Linked DNA regions of Mus musculus: regions 1, 2 and 3 are each linked to region 4. A link is a contact called in public Hi-C, Micro-C and capture Hi-C data. All regions are on one chromosome and are shown on one strand. Each heading gives the region's core, a stretch centred on a gene start, on an enhancer-like site or on the middle of the called end of the contact. The rest is flanking DNA. Distances are from core to core; before and after follow the strand shown.

Region 1 (2,700 bases), core at 130-2,629, 350 kb after region 4:
GGCTTGGCCTTTGCTCCAATGCTTCTGGGCAGGATGACTCAGGGTTATACCAAACAACGTTGTCTTTCTCCCTGCAGTCCTTTCTAGGCAGGCAGGCTAAGAGGGTCTCCTTCTGTGATCAGGTCTCAGTGATCTCAGGCAGAGCTCTATAGCAGGCCTTCCTGACATCCCTCACTACACACAGTGGAGTGTGTTTAGAAGAAGTGCATGCTGCCCCTCCACAGCACCCAGATACATACCCTGCCACGAGGATCTTGGGGATCTCTCCGGCGAAGGCCTCCGCCATCTCACGGCTACCCACATTGGCAATGCAGTGCAGGGCGAGACCCATAAACGTAGGATTGCGGCTGGCCAGGTCATTCTTGATGGCATTGTTAATCAACCGGATCAGTTCACTATTCGAGTTCACCAATACAGAGATGAAAAGGTAGCCCTGTATTTCCAGAAGGCGGGGACAAAGAGCTTATGACAAGACGCCTAACACACAGTGCAGAGAAGGAAGCCAGGAAAGCCTCTAGCAGCGTCCCAGTGGATGCCACAGAGACGCGGACATGTACCAGTGATCAGCACTTTTGCACCACCCAGCCCTGATGCAGCATTCCCACTAAAATACGTGCAAAGTCAGAGGCACAAGGGAACCAGACCACTTAGTCCTTCCCCAAATATCATTTCCTTCTCAGTAGCTCACACATCTATGCTCAGTTGCCACACCATCTTCATGTCAGGATAGGAGGGAACTATCATGGCAAGAACCAAGCCTGGCACCACTCACTAGTAAATATGCATATCTATCCACAACCTAGCTTACTGCTATCCACTCACTCCTTTCTCAGGCTTACCCCACTGTCACCTCACTATCTGTTCAAACCCAGTCTCACATCATCGATCTATCACTTACAAGGTAAGCATGTGGAGCCTGAAAACAGAAAAGGCTAATTTTTTTAACAAAAAAATCCTAAGATATTTGGCTTATTTTTTAATTTCTGTTAAGTTAAATTTTTAACCAAAAGAGAAAGCTGTTATTGACAGCCTTACTATAACAGAATGCAGAGCTGAAATTCTAAACCTAAGCAAGTTTGAGCAGCCTGCAAAGAAGAGACCAAACCTTTTCTGGCTTTATTGCCTGTCCCTGTGGCATAGACGCAAGTTTCAAGCAGTCATGCAAAAGGCCATGGAGTAAAGTGACTGCTGGCACTTTACTCTCTAGCAAGGCCCAGTGAAAAGAAGGCACTGAGGCTGTGGGCAACAGACACAGGGGTGTGAGCACAGAGAATCCAGCAGCCTAAGCCAACAGAAAGCAGCAGTGGGAAGAGAGCCAGCCATCCGAGTCCGTCCTGGGCACCACTGGTCCTCAGAAGCAGAGAACCACGTTGGGATGGGCGTGACTACAAGGAATCAGCACCAGGCAGTAACACAGGCCAGATGCACAGGTGGTTGGCACCCAACATGCGACAGAGAGGAAGAAGGAGTCTGCAAACTGCACATAAGGCACAGGGCCCTGCCCCTCAACCATACTCACAATCTGCTTTTCCGTGTATCTGTTTGAGCTCAGAAGATTCACAGCTTCCATGTGTCCAAAGTCAATGTCATGACCAAGGAGAAAGATGAAGAGCAATTTGCAGACATACTTCTTTTTACTGTAGCCATCAAGAGCCTTGTCACCTACAGAAAAGGTGAATAAAAGGTTTACATCTAGTAGTCAAGCTAATAAGACAAAGATCTGTATAGTACAGTAACAGATTGTAGTAAAAGACTCCAAGAAGGCACAGGCCTCCAGCCAGACATGCAGCTATACACACCACAATCCAGAATACATGGCAGTCAGTGCTCTGTAGCCAAAAAGACCTGCTAGTGCCTGTCTGCCAGGGGGGCCTTGACCTCTCTCAACCTGCCTTGGCCCCAAAAGCCCTGAAGAGACAGATCTGCAAGTTCTGCACAAGCCATCAAGCTAATCCTCTAAACAAGCTTATTGGCTTAGGCAGATACTTACTATAAATTATCTTCCATTTCACAAAGTTGTGGGGCAAATCACCTTGCCATTAAACCACACACAGTCCAGAAACTGTGGCATGGCTGAACTCCCTCTTAATCACAGCAAAGCAGGTTCAACATGAGACTTACTACAGCACAAAGCTCCACGTGTAACCAAGAGCCACTGGCACCCCATTTAAAGCACAGGAATATTCCTGAGCCATCCTGCAGCAGTAAGGAGGGATGCTGGCATATATTCTTCTCCCTAGGCAGGGTCTCCGGGTGACACCAAGTCGGTATAACATATGTATGGTCTAAACTGCCATCAGAGAGGCTTCACCCAGGAACTGATGGAAACAGACTTGGAGACCCACAGCCAAACATTAGGCAGAGCTTAGGGAATCCTAAGAAGAGGGGGAAGGATTGTAGGAGCCAGTGGGGTCAAGGACACCACAAGAAAATCCACAAAAAATCAATCAATCCAAGCCCATCGGGGTTCACAGTGACTGCACTGCCAATCAGGGAGCCTGCATGGGACCAACGAGGCTCTCCGCATATATGTAACAGTTGTGTAGCTTGGTCTTCTGGTGGGACTCCTAACAGGAAGTGCAGGAGCTGTCTCTGACTCTGTTGCCTGCCCGTGGATCCTTTCCTCCTACTGGGTTGCCTTGTCTATCCTTAACAGAAGAGGAAATGCCTAGTCTTACTGCAACTTGATATGTCATAGCT
Region 2 (2,700 bases), core at 181-2,680, 260 kb after region 4:
AAGAGGACCTCATTGTTGCAGAGACAAAGCCAGGGAACAATAGGGCAGGGCAAGCAGCCTCTCCCTTCTGAGCTTCTGCAACTTTAGCCTTGGGGACGCGCTCTGGCAGCCACCAGCCTATCCCACATGCCCCCCAAGGAAAATCTACAGGGGACTCACCAGATAAGAAGACCCTGGTCTACAGAGGGAACCACCCAGTGTTTGTTGAATGAATCTATGGATAGCTCAAACCTCAAACTTAGGCATGTACCAGAGCAGAAGAGATGGTATCCCGGAGGCTAGCTAAATTATACAACTTGCTCTAAGGAGCCAAAAGCATCCCCCTAGCTGCTAGGACAGGAGAGAAGAGTAGTAATCGCACTCACATGGCCCCGTTCACCACTGCCAGCTTGTGGGTGAGGTAGATGGTGTCATCCTTAATGGTGATCAGGATAGACTCTATCTGGGAGTGACCCCCAGCCTCGCCCAAGCCCCGCTTCAGGTGCACAGCAAATTCCTTGTAGGAGTCTCGGCAGTCAGACGCAAAGTTGTAATCACAGAGGCCAGGGAATCGGTAGACATCGCCGTCAAAAGTTTTGTAGTGGAAGTCACCCCAGGTGCTGCAGACGTGGTTTCGGGATCTGGCTTCTGGGAGAACAGTGGGGACACAAGGTGAGACACCCGGGTACAAGAAGGGTTTCCCTGAGTCCACCCTCCAAGTTAATCCCAGAGGTCTCCCTATGAGAGACCCATCTGGGGCTCCAAACCAGAGTTTCTGGTTCCCCCTGTAGAAGCAGTCTCTGTTAAATATTGGTCACCCCTCTCAGTCAAGGTGATAATGTGGAGTCCAAGCAGGTAGAAAAGCAAGAAAGGCCTTCAGGCAATATGGTCACCCTGTCTACCTCAAACCTCTCAAGGGAATCTCCATTTAGCCCCTTCCACCAGCAAGAGGCTGGGATGGGTCCTTCAGTCTTCAAGAGTTCCCCCTGGGACATCCCCCATCTACAACTTTATCTTGATGGGACAGAAGTGTCCCATATGGACACCCAGTCCGTTCTCCAGAGGCACTGGCTTGCCGAAGGTCCTCTATACCTGGAGCCATCCTAAGCTTGGCTTCTTCCAGACATCCAATGCCTTCCCCCCTCCCAGGGACAATGGTCCCTCAGGGGTCCCAGCTTCTCATCCTCAGCTTTCAACCGCAGAGTGGTGGTAAGAGCCTTAAGACCAGTCCCACTGCAGTGGTTCTGTCTGGGGACGCCCTCCTGTTCCAGAAGCCCCTTCCTAACTGCCTTCCCACCCTCAGGGGATTCTGCCTGTTCCCTTACCCAGATCACCCAGCCCCTTACCTTTCTGGAGTTCCGAGCCCTTGGCTAAGGCCAGGACTAGGCACGCAGCCACCAGGCGAGCTAGTGGCAGCCCCATGGTGGCTCACGAGGGTGGCACAGAAGAGCATCCCAGGGCAGGGGTCCAGGACTTATATGCTTAGCAGGCATCCGAGGGCGGAGGACGAGGGAGGTGCGAAGGGTGGGTGGGGCATTTGCCAAGTTATCAGGAAAACAGCTGTGGGGGCTCCATGGGTCCCAGAGAGGAAATATTGATTCAGGTTATCTGAGTTTATCTTTATATGACTCCCTGGGTAAACTTGGCCTTCCTCAGGATGTCATAGCCCCAATTATCCCAATGCCAGCACACACCCCAGGTGAACTAACTCCATTCCTTTAAGCTACAAGCCAGGCCAGACTCAGGTTGGGAAAGGCAGGAGGTGCCTGCTGGAATTACATCCCACAAGGTCTGCCATACCCTTCTCAATGCTCTCAGGCCCAGCCCCACAACCTCCAGCCCAGCCTAGATAGAATAAGGAGCTTTCAAGTGTCCCCCGACTCCATTCTGTTTCTCCACGAGCTGTGTGGGCTGAGACAACCGTGCTTCCTGCTGCACCTCACTTCACGTCATCCAGGGAAGACAAAGAGTGGCAGGAAACCAAGACTCCAGAGGGACGGGTGTCTGACCCCATGTCATGATGCAGAAGGCAAGGAGCAGTGGGGACGCGGGGGGCCACCTGTCTCCGTGGAGCCTGCTATACTCTACTGAGCCCAGCTAAGTCCACTCTCTAATCCCCTTATTTTCCCAGGCTCTGCCAGTCTCTGGAATTACATGTAATTAAAACTTGGGCAGCCCTCAGCCTAGGCAACAACTCTCATTGGACTCGTGTCCCTTGGGTACAAGAGGAAGTAGCTTGAGTCTGGAGAGGCCACTGTGTGAGCATGGGGTCTGAGCAGAGGGGTTAGCCCCAACCCCAGCAGGTCCTGTCCCTGCAAAGTGTCCTGAGTCTAACAATTCTCACAAAGGCACGTGGGCTCAGGCAGCCTGTTCTGTGTTCCTAGCCACAGCTGTTACACGAAGGACATGATTCTTTGAGTAACCCTGGTGACCTTCAGTCCCTGGGCTTGCCCCGAAGCTGCTGCTGCCTCTCCAACATCTGGAAATGCCTCCAAGAATCAGGGGGCTGCATCAGAGTTGGTAAAAACCATAAACATGATCCTACAAGAGACACCAGTGCCCAAGGTCCACCCATGCTGTAGCTGGAGGGTAAACTGAGACCTGGGGAGCAGCCCTGCCCTCCATACTTCCTCTTCCTGAAAACAAGGAATGGTCCTGACTTTGGTTAGAGTACACACAGTGAATTTGGTCACAAAGTACCTCAGGCTCCAATTTTGTCCC
Region 3 (2,700 bases), core at 93-2,592, 330 kb before region 4:
TCGAGGAAATCGGCTTTCCATGAGAGAAATTGCCCGCGTGTTAACACAGTTTGGATTACTTTGATCCACTCACTAGGGAGCATATGTTCGCCTCCCGGAAGAGCTTCTAGGAGCGAAAGCGTGTAGGGGGCAGATGGGCCATAAGTTCTAACCGCAGAGTTAAGCTCTTTTAAGAGCTTAAAACGTAGTCTGCGGAATTCTGTTTGTTGGACAGGAGCAGAAATTTGTTCCTCTGGCTCACGTTCTACTTCGTTTTCACACTCATAATCTTCTCCGCCCTCGCTGTTAGTGTCCGAGGAGAGGTCGGCCTGGGGCCTTTCTAAAGGCCCAATTTCTGCAGAAGCAGATTCGGCACGGGTGGCTGGGGGCTGTGTCTCCGCCGTAGAAGTGGGCGGGTCGTAGCTAGCAGCTCTCGTGGAGCGAGTAATTACGGGGGAAGCCAATGTTTTAGTTTTTACCGCTCGCGGAGCTTTCTTTTTTACGCCGCCCGAGGCTGAGGCTGGGGGAGGGGCAAGGATAGTCTCTTTTAAAGAATTTTGGAGTGAAGCGAGCTCTGTGGAAAGGCGGGCGTACTGTTGCTGGAGCTCTAAAACTTCTTGTAATCCTGCTACCTGAGACGCGAGCTTGTCTTTAGCATCAATGAGAGTAGGGACCGGCAGCGCCTGGGGCCACGGCTCGGGAGCGCAGATTGGTGGCAGGTAGGACGAGGCATTGCAGGGAGGAGCTGAAGCGCCCGGCAATCGCTCGGGCTTACGGGGACGGACTATCTCTTCCTCTAAAGTGTCTGTGTCCCCAGAAATTAAAGGGCTTTCAGCCAAAGATTTTTTAAATTCTAGATTGATCAGTGGCGGGTCAGCAGGCAATGCGCTTACCGGGATATGGGGGTAGAGAGCAGTCTGCAGGACTTCGGGCCTGTCTGCAGCTATTGGAGGCTTTTTAGTAGGGAGGGAGCTCTCTGAAGCTTCCAGAGACAGGGGACAGAGGCAATATTCTGCCACTGACAAAGGCTGCTGTTTCTCTGGATCATCAACTGCACTTTGTATTAAATCACGGATTAGACTCCAATAAGTAAATATATTTGCAGGAATAGCATCGGGGTCCTGCTTTGCCAAAATTTCACTTAATTCTCTTCCTACTCTTATCCATTTCTTACAATGTATCTCTGCGCCATCTATAATAAACCATGGACCTGCCTGGTCTATGAAAATAAAAAAGTTTATCAAATCTTTCTTTTTAACTCTAACTCCTCTTTCCCTGAGAGCCACCTTTAAGCCTTTTATAAAGGCTGCCTCTTTAGAAAGCTTAGTTCCCATTTCTCAGTGGAGATGAATCACTTACCAAGGATTTCTCTCTCCGGTGAGCTGCTGAAGCAGTCCTTCACTTCTTTTTTCTTGGGGTCCCTACGAACTTCTCTGGGGGAGTCAAACTCCGTAATCTCCACCTAAGGCAAAACGCTCCGAACCTCAGTTAGGCGCCACTTGTCCCACCCAGCAGGACCCAGTTCTTCCTGGGTGCAAGGGGGACCACAAACCTGAAGAGAAATGCGAGGAAAGGAAGGAGACGCAGAGACAAAGAAGGGTTCCTATCAAGGTCTCAGTTTATTAGGCTGAAATGCCAGGTTTTAAGGGGAATAGGGAGGGGTTGAGGGGGATCAACTAAGAACAAAGAAGTGGGCATCTGGGGACATGAAGGCCTAATTCAAACTGCAGGCGGCCAGGCACTCTTATCTCTGGAATGTAGAATCCTCCTTAACAGCCTTGGGTGTCAGGCTGGGCTCAGCTTGTAACTCATGTCCTTTGAAGTCTTGGGAGTCAGGAAGAGATAAGGAAGAGGGGACTATAATTCAGCTTTTTACAGCCTCAGGTGCCAGGAAGGAAACAGGGAGGAGGGGGTGAAGACCAGCTCCTTAGCACAAGGCCATTTGGCTTGTTAGGGTGGAAAACTTTGAAAGGCCTACTTTCTTATGGTATGGTCTCCAACATTTAGGGTGCCCATCTATGTCCTCATACAAATAAACAAAACAAAATAAAACAGGACCCCTGCTAGTCATCCTACACCCAAGTCTCTCACTAACATGCAACCAAATTAGGTGTTTATAGTACACACTAAAAATCAAGCTTGCCCTGCAAGATTGAGTACATAATAAGGTCAAAAATAAGCAGGATAGGAAATAAAGAGATGAACCCACATACGAATGTGTTCACCAAAAGACAAAGCAGAGCAGCAGAAAGATGAGACCAGCTGCTGGGTAAGACTGTGCCCTCCTGATTACTCAGCTAAAAAGGAAGGGGAGGGAGTGATGTCCCCTGCAGGAGGATTGTTAAGATGTGCTCTGCATTCATTCAGGGTGCCACAGGGTGCTGAGGACCAGATTTGCAAAGTTGTAAATTACTCCATGTCACCTTTGCTGCTCTGAGCCCCAAGGACTCTCTTATGAAGGAAGGGTCCTTCTTCCTCATATGAACTTCCCAGCTAAGCTCACCAATGGCCAAGAAAGGCTGATGCTCTCAAAAAACTCAATTTATTTCTCTGCTGTACCCTGTAGAGTCAAAATAGCTAATACTGGTTGACTGGGAAGATGAGAAACTTTGTCAGGCAAAGTAATACTGCCCCAGGGTGGATCCCTATACTTCGCTCCAACCCAGGTCACCTAGCTGTGAGCATATCTTGACTGTCTACTCAAATCCTCAGTGAAATACT
Region 4 (2,712 bases), core at 181-2,680:
TTTCCAAAGAGAAAGGAGATGTGGGCAGCGCCAATCGGACCTTTGGGCAGCCGAAGACAGGCCAGTCCTGGGAGAAGAAAGAAAATGGCTGAGTCCCAGCCTCCCACAAAGACGACTGTGTGAATGCGCCTCGCTGACCAGATGAGGGGGCTGACTAAACCTAGGCTGCCCCAGAAAGCTGGCCAAATGTAAGGTAGTTCACGGCTGGTCTATGGGAAAGCTGTGCAGAAATGGAACCTGTCCAGGGAAAGACAGTGAGGACTCTTGGGGAGGTTCATTTCTGCTGTAGGCCCTGGTCTGTTTCAACCGCCAGGCGGTGATGTATGGCCCAAGCCCAGGAACCGTCACCCTCTACCTCCCCAGGGAAACCCAATGTCGCAGACGCTCGGGCTTGAGACTGGGTGCAGAAGAAGGCGCTGTCCAGCTTTCCTTAGGTTCCTGCGCTGTCACCCCCACCAGAACGGGAGGTCCAGCCTAGGAAAGCCAGGCCAGGACCTGCCGGGCGGTGGCCGCTGCCTGGAGGTGGGGGTCATGCGGCCGGGACGCAGCTGCTCAGGCAGCACGCCTATTAACGCGGCAGACGGCAGATGGGCGCCCGCTCGTCCCCCTCCTCCCGCGGCACAATGGGCCCGGCGCTCGCTCCGGCGCACAATGCGGGCCCCGGGCCGCGCACCTGCAGCGGGACTGCCAGGAGTCGCCAGGCCCGGCCCATGCTGCCCCAGTCGCCGTGCGCCCCAGGCCGCGCTGCATGTCCTTGGGCTGCACCCGCCCTCCTGCAACCGGTGGGCTGAGGGGCTCCACCGCGGGACCCAGGAGTGCGGCGGCCGCCGGCGCACCGCCGCCCATTGTTCGCGGCCGCCGGGCCCAGCCTGCAGCATCCCTGCTCTGCGGCCTCACTCGGCCCCACCCGGCCGGTCAGCACGGTCTCCCTGGCCCCACGGCCGCGCGCCCGCCCTGCATCCCGGCCCCGCCCGCGCCCCCAGCCGCCGGCGCGCACGCACCTGTCTGCCCCTTGCCCAGCGTCTTCTCCAGCCGGTAGGGCCCCACATACTGCGCGTGCTGCGCCCCGCCGCCGTCCTTCCCCGTCGATGTCATCGCTCCCGGGCCCCGCGCCGGCGAGTGGGCGCCCGGGCGCGCGGGCAGGGAGGGGCCGGCCAGCAGTGCGCCCGAGTCCGCCGAGCGCCGTCCGCGCTGACCCGGCCCGCGGCGCCCCCGGGCGGGCCGCGCTGCTCCGCGCCCCCGCCGCCCCCCACGCCGCACCCGTACGAGGCCGGGCCGCGGGAATGCCGCTCTGCCTCTCTGAGAGGACCCGGCGGGCGGGGGCACCAGGCTTCCGCCGCCACCTCCGAGGCCCGCGCCCCGCGCCCCCCCCCAGCGCACGCCCGTCCGCGGCCGTGCAGCCGAGCCCCGCCGAGCAACCGAACCGAGCCACTCAGCCGAGCCCAGACGAGCAGCCGAGCCGCTTCGAGTGCCTCCGAGCCCGAGCCGAGCCCGAGCGAGCGCCACCGGCTGCAGCTACCGTGACAACTGGTGCTTGCAGCTGTCAATCAGAGGCATGGCCCAATCAGCGTCTTCCGCCTGGACCGCCCCGCCAGTCTCTAAGAGCGCGCTGGGCCAGGAAAAGCGAGATTGGGGTGTTGTTGGGGCGGGGGCGAAGGGGAGGCCAGGACAGAGCCAGGAGCCTCCGGAGAGTGCTTTAGCTGCCTGGTGCCTTGTCATTAAAACGAATGCCGGACGGCGCAGGAAGCAGACCTTGGGAAGACGTCCATGTGGTCGCCTTGGTCTAGGGGTTTCTCCCTGAACCCCTGGGTTTTGGAAGGAGTTTTCCGCCCTCGCGAGCGTTTTTCATATAAAACGGGGCCATTGGATCGTGGCAGGGTACTGCAGTCGGTTTTGGAGTGCTGGTCACCAGGCACAGGTGCTCCCTGCAGGGTGGGGATATTGAGCATTGGCAAAGATATGGCACGCAGGCCGGGTTCTGCAGGCGGTGTGGAGATACTGCTTTTAGGTTGGGTTGCTGCATTCACCGTGGGTGCTCTGTGCAGACTAGAGCTCTGAATACAGGTGATCTGCGTATTAAGTGTAATGTTTTATGCCGGGCGAGAGAGCTGTAAGCTGCAGTGTCCAAAATGCCCTGGAAGCCATTCTCCACCCGCTGTTTCTGTTCCCGTGGGAAGAAGGGGACAGCGTTTCTTTGGTATGCCAGTAGACATCAGTATAGCAGGGCCAGTGAACTCTAGCAGAGGCTCTCTGCAGCAGACCCCCTAGTGCCTCCAAGACTTTAGCGGTAGACCCTTTCTATGTTTAAGAGAAGCAGAGAGTCAAGGAGATTCATGGCACCTAAGATCCAGAGAAGCCTCTGAAAAGAGTGTGGCCTTAAGGACGGTGGTGGAGGCGGTCAGGCCTACTGGGACTCTCTTTTTCTTGCATGAAACCCTTGTGTTTCCTTAAGATGTGCTGTGGAAGGTGGTGGAAGAGAACTGATGGCGGCCAGGCTCAGAACTTTACAGATGTGGATTATATTTACTGTGTACTTCAATGGAAGCTACTCTAGTCAACAGTGTACTACTAGGTGAACAAGTCCCAAGGTATGAAGTGTCCCCTCCACCTTCAGCCACCTGCTTGCCCCTGCTCACCTTAGGTGTCACCATGTGAACTTGAGGAGCGCCCCACTCTTTCCAGCACTATCTGGGAAGACCAATGGAGAGTGAG

The links. Hi-C and Micro-C count contacts between places; a contact is called where the count stands out from the background. Capture Hi-C pulls out chosen DNA fragments and counts their contacts.
Region 1: a contact with region 4 is called in a Hi-C map of rod photoreceptor, with 4 times the contacts expected there. The contact joins the enhancer-like site here to the promoter of Brsk2 in region 4. A contact is called at or near these places in 1 of 39 promoter capture datasets (embryonic stem cells), 1 of 484 Hi-C or Micro-C datasets (rod photoreceptor), 3 of 115 datasets of contacts at active chromatin or transcription factors (astrocytes, forebrain and neural tube) and 1 of 9 other capture datasets (embryonic stem cells).
Region 2: a capture Hi-C map of macrophages shows a contact between it and region 4, with 4 times the contacts expected there. The contact joins the promoter of Muc2 here to the promoter of Brsk2 in region 4. A contact is called at or near these places in 11 of 39 promoter capture datasets (cranial neural crest, embryonic stem cells, hematopoietic stem and progenitor cells and 5 more), 8 of 484 Hi-C or Micro-C datasets (the AML12 cell line, the Ba/F3 cell line, bone marrow-derived macrophages and 4 more), 6 of 115 datasets of contacts at active chromatin or transcription factors (differentiating embryonic stem cells, embryonic forebrain, embryonic stem cells and 1 more) and 4 of 9 other capture datasets (adipose tissue, liver, macrophages and 1 more).
Region 3: a Micro-C map of embryonic stem cells shows a contact between it and region 4, with 4 times the contacts expected there. The contact joins the promoter of B130016D09Rik here to the promoter of Brsk2 in region 4. A contact is called at or near these places in 4 of 39 promoter capture datasets (the 3T3-L1 cell line, embryonic stem cells, hippocampal neurons and 1 more), 1 of 484 Hi-C or Micro-C datasets (embryonic stem cells), 4 of 115 datasets of contacts at active chromatin or transcription factors (all in embryonic stem cells) and 1 of 9 other capture datasets (macrophages).

The regions. Positions count from the first base shown.
Region 1 is chr7:141,596,435-141,599,134 of GRCm38.p6, reverse strand. Ap2a2 (adaptor-related protein complex 2, alpha 2 subunit) reads right to left here. Exons shown (of 22, transcript NM_007459.3): 3 at 1,520-1,662; 4 at 240-433. Among named protein-coding and RNA genes, the nearest start is that of Gm16982, 16 kb to the left of the region's middle. Within about 2 kb of position 1,379, at least 2 of the 459 cell types and tissues checked have an H3K27ac peak or open chromatin away from gene starts, as enhancers often do. A contact at or near this core is called in rod photoreceptor, where this site is marked.
Region 2 is chr7:141,689,070-141,691,769 of GRCm38.p6, reverse strand. It overlaps Muc2 (mucin 2), which reads right to left and starts at 1,430. Exons shown (of 48, transcript NM_023566.4): 1 at 1,326-1,430; 2 at 366-627. The coding sequence starts at 1,401.
Region 3 is chr7:142,282,105-142,284,804 of GRCm38.p6, reverse strand. B130016D09Rik (a long non-coding RNA gene) reads right to left here and starts at 1,342. Exons shown (of 1, transcript XR_003946899.1): 1 at 1-1,342. It overlaps Gm45889 (a long non-coding RNA gene), which reads right to left and starts at 1,591. Exons shown (of 2, transcript XR_870059.2): 1 at 1,339-1,591.
Region 4 is chr7:141,948,469-141,951,180 of GRCm38.p6, reverse strand. It overlaps Brsk2 (BR serine/threonine kinase 2), which reads right to left and starts at 1,430. Exons shown (of 20, transcript NM_001009930.3): 1 at 1,002-1,430. The coding sequence starts at 1,095.